2 separate regions of the Anas platyrhynchos genome follow, and region 1 is linked to region 2. The links are chromatin contacts, called in public Hi-C maps. All regions are on one chromosome and are shown on one strand. The core of a region is the stretch at or near the end of the contact, and the rest is flanking DNA. Distances in the headings are between cores, read along the strand shown.

The links. Hi-C and Micro-C count contacts between places; a contact is called where the count stands out from the background.
Region 1: a Hi-C map of subcutaneous adipose tissue shows a contact between it and region 2, with 2.0 times the contacts expected there. The contact joins two enhancer-like sites. A contact is called at or near these places in 3 of 8 Hi-C or Micro-C datasets (liver, skeletal muscle and subcutaneous adipose tissue).

What each region holds. Positions count from the first base shown.
Region 1 is chr3:19,916,370-19,921,476 of IASCAAS_PekinDuck_T2T, reverse strand. It overlaps PSEN2 (presenilin 2), which reads left to right. Exons shown (of 11, transcript XM_038176124.2): 11 at 2,501-3,381. The coding sequence ends at 2,545. Among named protein-coding and RNA genes, the nearest start is that of COQ8A, 4.5 kb to the right of the region's middle. Within about 2 kb of position 1,491, at least 3 of the 8 cell types and tissues checked have an H3K27ac peak or open chromatin away from gene starts, as enhancers often do.
Region 2 is chr3:19,866,221-19,870,752 of IASCAAS_PekinDuck_T2T, reverse strand. CDC42BPA (CDC42 binding protein kinase alpha) reads right to left here. Exons shown (of 37, transcript XM_072035491.1): 35 at 1,642-1,759; 36 at 759-916. Among named protein-coding and RNA genes, the nearest start is that of COQ8A, 46 kb to the left of the region's middle. Within about 2 kb of position 1,957, at least 1 of the 8 cell types and tissues checked has an H3K27ac peak or open chromatin away from gene starts, as enhancers often do.

The DNA.
Region 1 (5,107 bases), core at 242-2,741, 51 kb before region 2:
GCTTCTCCTCTGGTTGGTTTGCCTAACACCTGGACCAGGAACTTTTCCTCAATGTCCTCTAGGAATCTCCTGGATTGCTCACAGCCTGCTGGGTAGATTTACCAGCAGACATCTGGGTGGTTGAGCTCTGAGCCTGTCCGTGGCTGTTTCTCAGAGGCATCTCTTCATGGTCACTCCCTTCCACACTTCTGCAGGACTGAGTGAGGTACATGTAATCAGTCAGGTGGCAGAAGGAGAGGGCAAAGCACTCACCAACCTATACAAGCAAAGGCCATTTACAAGGAGCAGAAATAACTGATCTGTCTAGCAAATCAATAAAGAACTACAGGCTGAGTAATGTTTAACCAAGTTTCCCAAAACATGGGAGAAATGGTAATATGGTGTTCTTGAGGCACATAGCTGCTCATCAGCTGCTATACTCTCCTCAGCTTCATCTCACCCAAAAGGGCTTTGCTTGATACCTGTGAAGCATTGTTGTGCAGAATATAAACAATATTGTGAACATTTTACTTTGCTGGAGAGGTTTTGTCTTGATAAAGGAAAGAAATTCTTTATACAGAGAACAACAAACAACCACCCCAGGGAGACGTGGTAGGGTCCCCATCACTGGAGATTGTCAAGATGGGGTTGGATAGGGTGAATCTCATCTAGGTTCCCTTTTCTAAGAAAAGGTTGGACCCGATAATCTTCTGAGGTTCCTTCCAACCTGGGCTCTTCTGTGACTGTGATTAATTGCTAAGGTGACAGGGGCCAGGTGCACTGTCCCAAAACCTATCCAAAGACAAGGACTAGTATCGCTTTCTTCCATTTAGTGCTTCTATCTGCAGCCTGTCCACCTGACTCTGTCCTTCTCTCAGCATGCTCTGCTCCCCTGGGCTCGCCTCCAGCTTTCCAAAGTACCAAGAACCCATTCTGTGCCCGTGTGGAAAAATTTGGAGGGAAGGGTGAGTTTGTGTGGCACAAACCACAGCCACACGTAGCGTGGTGGTAAGAGTGGTGTGCCAAACACCTTTTTCCAGCAGTCCTCTGTCAGCGATAAACATGTTTGCAGCTGTGGTTTGTCGTGACTTGTTAGCACCCCATCTAGAGAGTAACACTTCTCTTTTCTTTCATAATGTAAAGAAAAAAAAAATCCACGTACCTCTATACAAATTTCCACTTTGAGAAAACATTTTTGCAACAGGTCTTCTCTCCCAGTGGAACAGAAATCATGTTATCTGACCCAGTGAGACTTTGTGTGTGTGGTGGAGGGCAGGGGCATGCCCTGGTGCAAGACAAAGAGGCTGTGATCTGCCTCACGTCCCTGAAAATCTGCTCTGTGAAATGCCTGAAAAGTAGCCTTGCTACTTACTCTCCAAACAATTATTAAAGATAATCCCAGCATTAGTGGGCCTGCCACGGCTTCCTAGTAGAGGTCAGCGGTGTATAGTCACTTCCCTGGAGCCATGCAGCACTAGCCACAAAGGCTCTGTCAAAAGCCAGGCTGTGTAACCTCGCAGCAGCTCCTGCCCACTTCCTGCTGGCAGGAGGGCTCAGCCTTCCAGCAGCCCCACTGGTTTTCCCTGCCTCCTCCAGCTATGCAGAGCGAGGCTGTTAGCTGACAGCTCCAGGAAGAAAATGGGGGCGGGAGGTCGTGAAATACCTGTTTCGTTCCCTGCACTGCATCTTCTTGGACAGAAAACGTTTGTCAGAAGAACTGCTACACTGACTCCTTCCAACAGCGCTAAATCAGCTTAAAGTTCTCACTGGCAAAATGAAATTGAACCCTGTCTCCTTCTCTTTGTAGTGAGGGAAGAGAGAAAAGGCCAAGTGCAAAGAATGCCTTGATGTTTTTGGGGTGAAAATACACAGTTCAGGAATCAGAGCAGTCCTAAGCGTTATAAAAATAGCTCATCGTTTGGATCCTGGGACGATCCTGGATGTGAATTTACCCCTGACTGACTCAGAGAGATCTCATTTCTTTACAAGGCTGTTGCTCTCATTCTTGGCCGTAAAGCCTTGTAAATAACATGAGATACAAACAGTGTCACTGAAACGTGCCAAAGTTTTGAAATACCCAGAAGTTAACTACTGAAACCAAGCCACCTGTCCAGTGGCTTCTCCTTGAGCTGTTTCAATTCGTCATCATTACAGTGTTAGGTTGGTGGGACACCAATTTATCAATAAATTTATCAGGCAGATAAGACAATTCCTTCTTCCCTGAAGAAATTGCCCTATATAAAAGATGAATGAACATGAGGTAAAGCCCCTTAGGAGGTAGCTTATGAGAGCTTCGATAGCTGAGGGAAGCATTTCCAGAGTAGTTTTTGCTTTGTGATTAGCTACACAAATGTGGGAGAAGGATGGTGGTGCACATTTTGTTGTGGTCAGAGGAACAGATTGGGCCTGTCCAGTGTAAGAGGTTTTCTGAGTGTTCTCTGAATAGCCTGGGTGCTTGTCAACCTGATGACAAGACCAATATTAGCTTAATTGAGAATCCATCAACTTTTTCTTTCTGCAGGTTAGTTGTCTGCCTACCAATCCTGTTGCATTGGAGCCCTTCTAACTGCAGGGACTGAAGATCTTTCCAGGCTCTGGTTCTCTAACTTTTTTTTTAGAAGCTGAGACAGTCTGACCAATTCTTCTCTACGTATGCCTGGGAACTTGGCCACTTTGTACAAGGCTTTAACAGAAGCCAACTTTCTCTGCGTTCTTCAAAGCAGTCAACATCAGAACTGGAAGAGATTTTTTTTTTGGGGGGGTGGTGGTGGGGGTGTTCCCTGATGTCCAATAAGCAGCAAGCTGCTATCTGCTGAGCAGACTTTCCTCAGAAAGCAGCAAACAGGAGGAGAAAAGCAACCTTACCTAAAGGCTGATAGAGGGCCTGCTGGAAGTCACGTTTAAAGAGGCCTGGACTCACTCCTTGCCACGTCCTTCTTGCTGCTTTTACCGAGAGCTGCAGCAGAGCTGGTCATGAAATGTGAGCAACCCCTGAAATTGCATCATTAAGCCCTTCGTTATGTAAGTCTCGGTGGGCAATACGAGGTAAAGATATGATGGCACCACTGAAGCATTTGCTATGGAGCCGTAACTTCTGGCTGCTATGTCAAACTTTCCCACTGACCTTGGGTAAGGTACTGACCTCTGACTTGTAAAATCAGGATATCTGGAGAAGTAAATTATCTTCAATAAACCATTTTAGGATCAGTGAGGAGAAAGCTCTGGGGAAGTGTGACTCATTCTTAGTTATAATTTGGTTATTATAATTTCCATTATATTTATGTATTGTATTATACTTGAGAATAGATCTATCATTATAGTGTTTGTATCTAGATTGTAATTTGTATTATATTCAAATTTATTACAAGTTGTATTATAATTTAATAAAAGATTGATATATAATCCTCATTGATATAAGAACCTTCCTAGAAGCGATCACATTTTTGGATAAGGCAGCAAATCTGTTGAAAGCTGACTGAATGTGGCAATACTGGGTAAGATTTGAGAAGCAAATGACAGTTGTAGTACCGAAGATGTATTGTGACAGATTTCTTAATGCTGCTCATGCTTGCTCTGTACATTCAGATCTGCACTGTGCAGATCTGCAAAAGGAAACAAATACATAACACAGAAATTGCATGGGATTTAGACACTGAAGGAAAAACTTGTAACATGCAACAGCCTCATTCTGCTGCCACGTCATACTGGAGGCACTAAGGCATCAATGGATGCCAAACTTTAGTTTTTAGCAGGAAAGTCTTCTAGGTTTCTTCTAGCCACCCTGCTTGAAAGAGCTTAATCTAGCAGGTGTTTGCATTGCATGTTTAGCAGATCAGCTCCTACAGAAACTCTGACAGTTGATTCAAAGCGTGTGTCTCTGCTGTTTTATCTACAACCTTCTGGTGAAGGGCACAAAACCAGAATGCAGTGGCCTGGGCTTCCTTCCCAAACTGATCCTGGGGTTCTGCCCACAGGCAGCAGCTCTTCAAGCACTGCTCCCACACGGCTCCATCCCACGGGGTCCATCCCCCAGGAGCAAACTGCTCCAGCACGGGTCCCCCACAGCTGGGTGGCAGCTCCCCCCAGACCCCCTGCTCCTGCATGGGCTCCTCTCCAAGGGCTGCAAGCTTTTATCTGACACACAGCAGGTTCTGGACTCCTCTCAGAGGCCACCCTTGCAGACCCCTGCTACTAAAACTTGCCACATAAACCCAATGTAGATGCAAATTAAACAGCAGCAGGAAGAATGGTTTACCACATGGGAATAAAGTGAACCAGCCAGGCCTGTCTTGGAAAGATTGGGAGAGCTTTATCCCTTGCTTGTTCTGCCTACATCTGAAATTATGACAGCGTGCTCATGCAGAAACGCATGGAATTCTCCATGCTCAGCACAGTGAGTAAGACATTATTTCACAATTAATGCTGACCTGACGCAAGTTAGGTGGCATTACGCACGAACTTGGAGCTGGCATCCAAATTCAGTACATCTCTAGATAAAAGAGCGTCCTCAAAGAAAGACGTCTCAAATATCTCTCTTTTCTGAGGAAGGTAAAAATTACCTTTCTTTTAGAGAAAATGGTATGGACTTAAACAAAAATTTAATAGTTAATTTGTATACACTCCTGGAAATGTCAGTATTGACTACATATTTTCGACAAAACTTTTTGAGGCTAGCACCTTATTAAAGCCACATTTTTGTATCACCTACCACATCCAGTCTCCATCCAGTTCTCACACACAAAAGTCTCATGTTTGGCCTCTCCATTTCAGATATGTTTTGTCTGTGCATGGCCTGTGCCATGGCAATGAAGAAAAAATGTGCCTTCCTGGGGGAATTTTTTCTTAACCTTTTAAGTTAATATTTAGCCTTACTAGTATTTACTGAGGCTTCCTTCCAATCTGGACAGTGGCTGGGTGACACGTTTTAACAAGATTACTTGCAGCTGTCTGTTGTGGCTGGCAGAGAACATCTCATGGCTCAGCTGGGAAGGTGGCTGGGGCTTTGGTGGGATGCTAATTTTTTATTTAAAATAAGGAAACAAAACACATGAAGGAATTTCTGTAATATTTAAACAAGGTTTTATGTGTTCGTAAATACCAGGCAAATCAACCTTGGTGTCAATAGATG
Region 2 (4,532 bases), core at 708-3,207:
TGGTTTTCTCATTCCTTGGTTTGAAAATAGGCTGGTGAAGTTTGGCTGGCCAGCTGCAGATTGAGCCCTCCTACATAAAACATTCCTGGCTGGAGGGACTGAGTTTAGCACTGGGCAGGATTGTCATCCAGTCATAATTACAGTCTCATTTTGCACAAAATGTAAATGATCAAATCCAGTTTCTGCTCTAAAGGAAATTATTATATGGTAATTCTTAAATTACCTCATTAACTTCAGGCATTCTGATGACTATGACAAAATGCCTGCTGTTAAATATTTGCTAATATAGCTTATGAGTCTGCAAATAAAGGGCAGAAGTAGTATCACCACTTCAAGCTGTGAGATGTTGCTACCAAGCTGTTAGTCTACTGGGCCAGTAGTTTTGGGAACCTCACTGTCCCTGTATCTACAGGTGAGGAGTGCAAAGAGAATTTTCTACACATTATATACTAGGAACAGAGTTAGAACACAATTGTATAATCATCTGGCTTGGAAAAGACCTTCAAGGTTATCAAGTCCAACTGTCAGCCTGACCTCCCAAGTCCCATCACTAAACCACGTACCCATGTGCCACGTCCACATGCCCTTTATATACCTCCAGGGGTGGGGGCTCTCTCACTTCACTGGGAAGCCTATTCTGATGCTTGATCGGCCTTCTCTGTGAATAAATTCTTACACCACCCAAACCCCTGACATAATTTAACTTCCTCATCCTTATCAACATGCTTTGATTTTCTCCTCTTTATCCTGTCACTCACCTCTCGCTCATAGTCCCTTGTCGGTGCGTCACTGCCCTGGTCCAGGCCACCAGAGGACAAGGAGCCGTCTGAGGGCGATGCCATCGGCTGTCGCTTTGCTCCATAGCTACCTCCTGAGAATTCCCTCCGCAACGCGCTGCCATTCTGTGCAGATGATCCTAAAACACGCAGAGGAATTAAGCTGTGTTACAGATGCCTGGTCAAGGTACCAGAAATTTTGTTAGCTGTTCCTCTAGCTGTTTCTGCTTTCCTTCAGCACGTCCCAAGATGCTCAGCTCATGGCTTGCAGCTGATGTGGGCTTTTATCTCGTCTGATGCCAGACACAGTTTTTCCTAGGGATTCTCTGGTTCTTCCCTTGGCGTGTCAGAGTTAGCATGCTTTACACAGCACGGACAGAGTCACTGTGTCCCTAAAGAGACAGCAGTTGAAGAAACTGCTGTGCTGGCAGCCTCGTTACAGTTGCATCTCCCCAGGGAGTGCATAGGGTCACGCCAGCACATACAGATTCTAGCAGACATATGTGCTTTCTGCAAGCAGCTGGCTGTTTTCACATGCTCTATTATTTCATCACTTGTCTGGTGGCAGTGACCTGTGCTGACTGGCACATGAGGTAGCATGGCAGCACTAGGAAAAGGGTTTCCAATTCAGTGCAGCACAACACTTCCATACCAGCAGTCAGTTTCCCACTGCTTCCTCTGCACCAGCAGCAAGAGAGGCAAGTCAGCAACAAACAGAGTAACCATGGAACTTGAGAACAACTTGGCAATGATTTAAAACACTTAAGCAGCAGCAAAGTAGTCCCAAGGGTAAGAATGCTGTTTTAATTCTAACTTCCCTAAAACACTTGTGCATAGCCCCAACCCAACAGGTCTGTTTGCTTACTTGCTGCTAACCCGCTGCTTGCGCTCATTGATCGTCCTGGTTCTGTGCGGGACTTCGTGATCGATGGGATGCTGACGGAGCCACTGAACACAGTCCGACTTTCCTGAGGCCGAAGATTCTGCAATGCAGACACACAACAAGTTTTTTATCGACTGCTAGCTCAACCTTGGATGTTAGGAAGGAAGGCCCCAATACCCATTAACAACCCAACCTTACCAGGTATGAATTGTCTGAGCAGCATGTCAGCAAAGTTTGCAAACCAACTCTGCAGTTCTACATAACTTCCTATGGTAACCACGTTAATCCCTAATGCCTGCAGAGTTGTAACACCACCTGCTGGATCAGTCGTCCATTACTCGGGTGATTCTGAAGGGACTAACAGTGTTTCTCCAGACCTCCATCAATTGAACCAAAGTAACAATCCGCCTCGTGTTTCCAGCCTGGTCAAACAGGATGACCAGGGCACCCACCATCAGTTTTTCTATGTATTTCCATTGTCACTACCTGAGTTCCAGCGAGATTTTCTAAATTATTACTGGACTGAAGTGGTCCTTTACTGAGGGGAGAGATAAAACACAATGCATCTGCTTGGATACGGCAGTTCCTTAAAAATAGGTTTTGTCATTACGTGAAGGGAAAACAATACTTTCAAGTAACTAATTGGAGATGTTATTTCTGCTTCTGTTAACTTATAGCTAACTGTGGGGAAAAAGGATTCTCAGCTTAGTTAGCCTAAAGATGAGCTGGCTTTTTAACCCAGGATTTCTGATATCCTTTCTTATCATTTTATCTCTGCCTAAACACCAGACTAACATGATTTCCACTATTAAGTCACGAGCATTAAGTAGAGTTAAGTTTAGGGAACCTTTACAGATGCAGCATGTGGAAAGAACTGCAGGTAGCTCTGAGCATCAGTTTATTTCCATGTCACAAAACACTTTCAGCAGTAACTGTTAATTTCTTCCTAGCCATATTTAGTTATTTTCCCATCCACTCTCTCAGATAAGGTAAATAAAACACAATAAAACAACATTTTCTATTGCAATGCCTATTTACATCTATTTGCAGCAAAGTCATGCAAATTTCAGACCAGAACAAAGATTCCCCCACCCACCACCCCTCGGGTATTCTCAGCGACTTTCAGCTACCAACTATTTCTCCGGATATATTTTAAAGTGGATATTTAGATAAAGGCTTTGCAACGAATAGGGATTATATAGTGCAGACTTTATCAGACAATTGTTGCCAATCTGCTGTCAGTCCAACTTTGCAGAGACTTTAAGAGTCACTGCTATTACAGACCTCTTTGCTACTACACTCAAATCTTTGCTTTTCATCTCAGTGGACTAGAAACGACTCATTTTTAACACTCAAAAAACAAAGAAGAATTTAAAATCTCTCTCAAACACCAAAAAGAGACCTTACCAAGGGAGAAGCCCTGTTTAATTCTCCCCGTAACCACTTCTGCAGTGTTGTCAGTGAGGATTTATACCCAGAGGCTTATAAGGATTTATTTTAAATCACCTGCAGGATCACACAGCTGCCTCTTGCTTACCTTTTTTTTTTTTTTTTTCCTCCAAATGAGAATGAACAACCTACTTTGTAGCACCAAACACTAAATTTCTGTACCTGTCCTTCACCATGCAATGAATAACCTGAGTTACAGCGTAGAGCATGAGCAACCTGGCTGTGCATAAAGAACAGAGAGGGGCTCCTCCAATGCTACAAATAGTCAGGGGAAGAGGTTATCATTGTGTTTTGAGAAATAAAAAAGAAAGCCAAGAGCAGCACCAGGAAACGTGTGCACTGCAATTAGCACACTGAAGTTGCATGGAAGGTGCTTCATACTTGTATAAACCTACAACATTTCATTTTGCAAGGAGAGCAGTTACATTTAATGACAAGGCAATCTACATCCTCAACAGGGACTGAATAGACCTACAGGCAGCAGGGGAAGGGAGGAATGAGTATGTTAAAAAGACTAATTTATTTTGTTAGTGTTGCTAGTGACGATTATTTTTCATGACCTCAGTTTGCAACGTCCATGTAATTCCTTGTAGAAAGTTTCTCCACAGAGCAAATTTATTGTTCATTGATCTAAAAATGAACTAAATACATGCTGGAAAACCTTATGGAAACTTTATGGAAAATACATTATTATTTCATCTGCATTTTTAAATTCTCTCCAGCGTGGTTTGTAGGTGTGTATCTGAAACCCTTCCCAGCAGTAGGGGTCGAGCGAGGCAGCCTGGCAGCGAAGGTTTGCTGCACGTGTCTGAAGAGAGTCTGGAGGTCGCAGAACCCATCAGTGGTGTTCCCATTATGGGGGGGCCCAACTCAGACACACACAAGCCCTGAGCAACCACCCACCACCAATCTACCTCACAGGCCATTTCTGATTTACCTGCAGATCTGTCCTAAGCAGAACTAGAGGCCACAGCACAGCATGTAATTATACAATAGGCTAGCAAGTACTTGTGTAATTGTTTTAGTATGGCTTGAAGCACCACAGGACATACCAACCTCACGTATTCAGACGAGGATGCACAATGTATGAAAAAAAGAAAGTATCAATTCCGTCCCCCAGATTTTACATTCCAGCTGGAAGGAGATCTACAGCACATTATTTTACCTCGGTCACTGATCAAAACCACTAGGATTAAGAGGAGCTGTGTAAACAAGATGGTGTTATCTTTAATTTTTGATCTTCCTGCTTGTACACGTTTCAACTTCATTCATGTAATTGAACCGAGATTGTGTCTAGGCACAATCCATGTCTCTCCAACTGTGTAAATTCTTGCACTCCACATGATTTCATCACAAACAAACCATTTGGAAGCTTGGTGCAACAGAGACAGACCCAGAACCTTTTCCTAATGCAACCTGATACA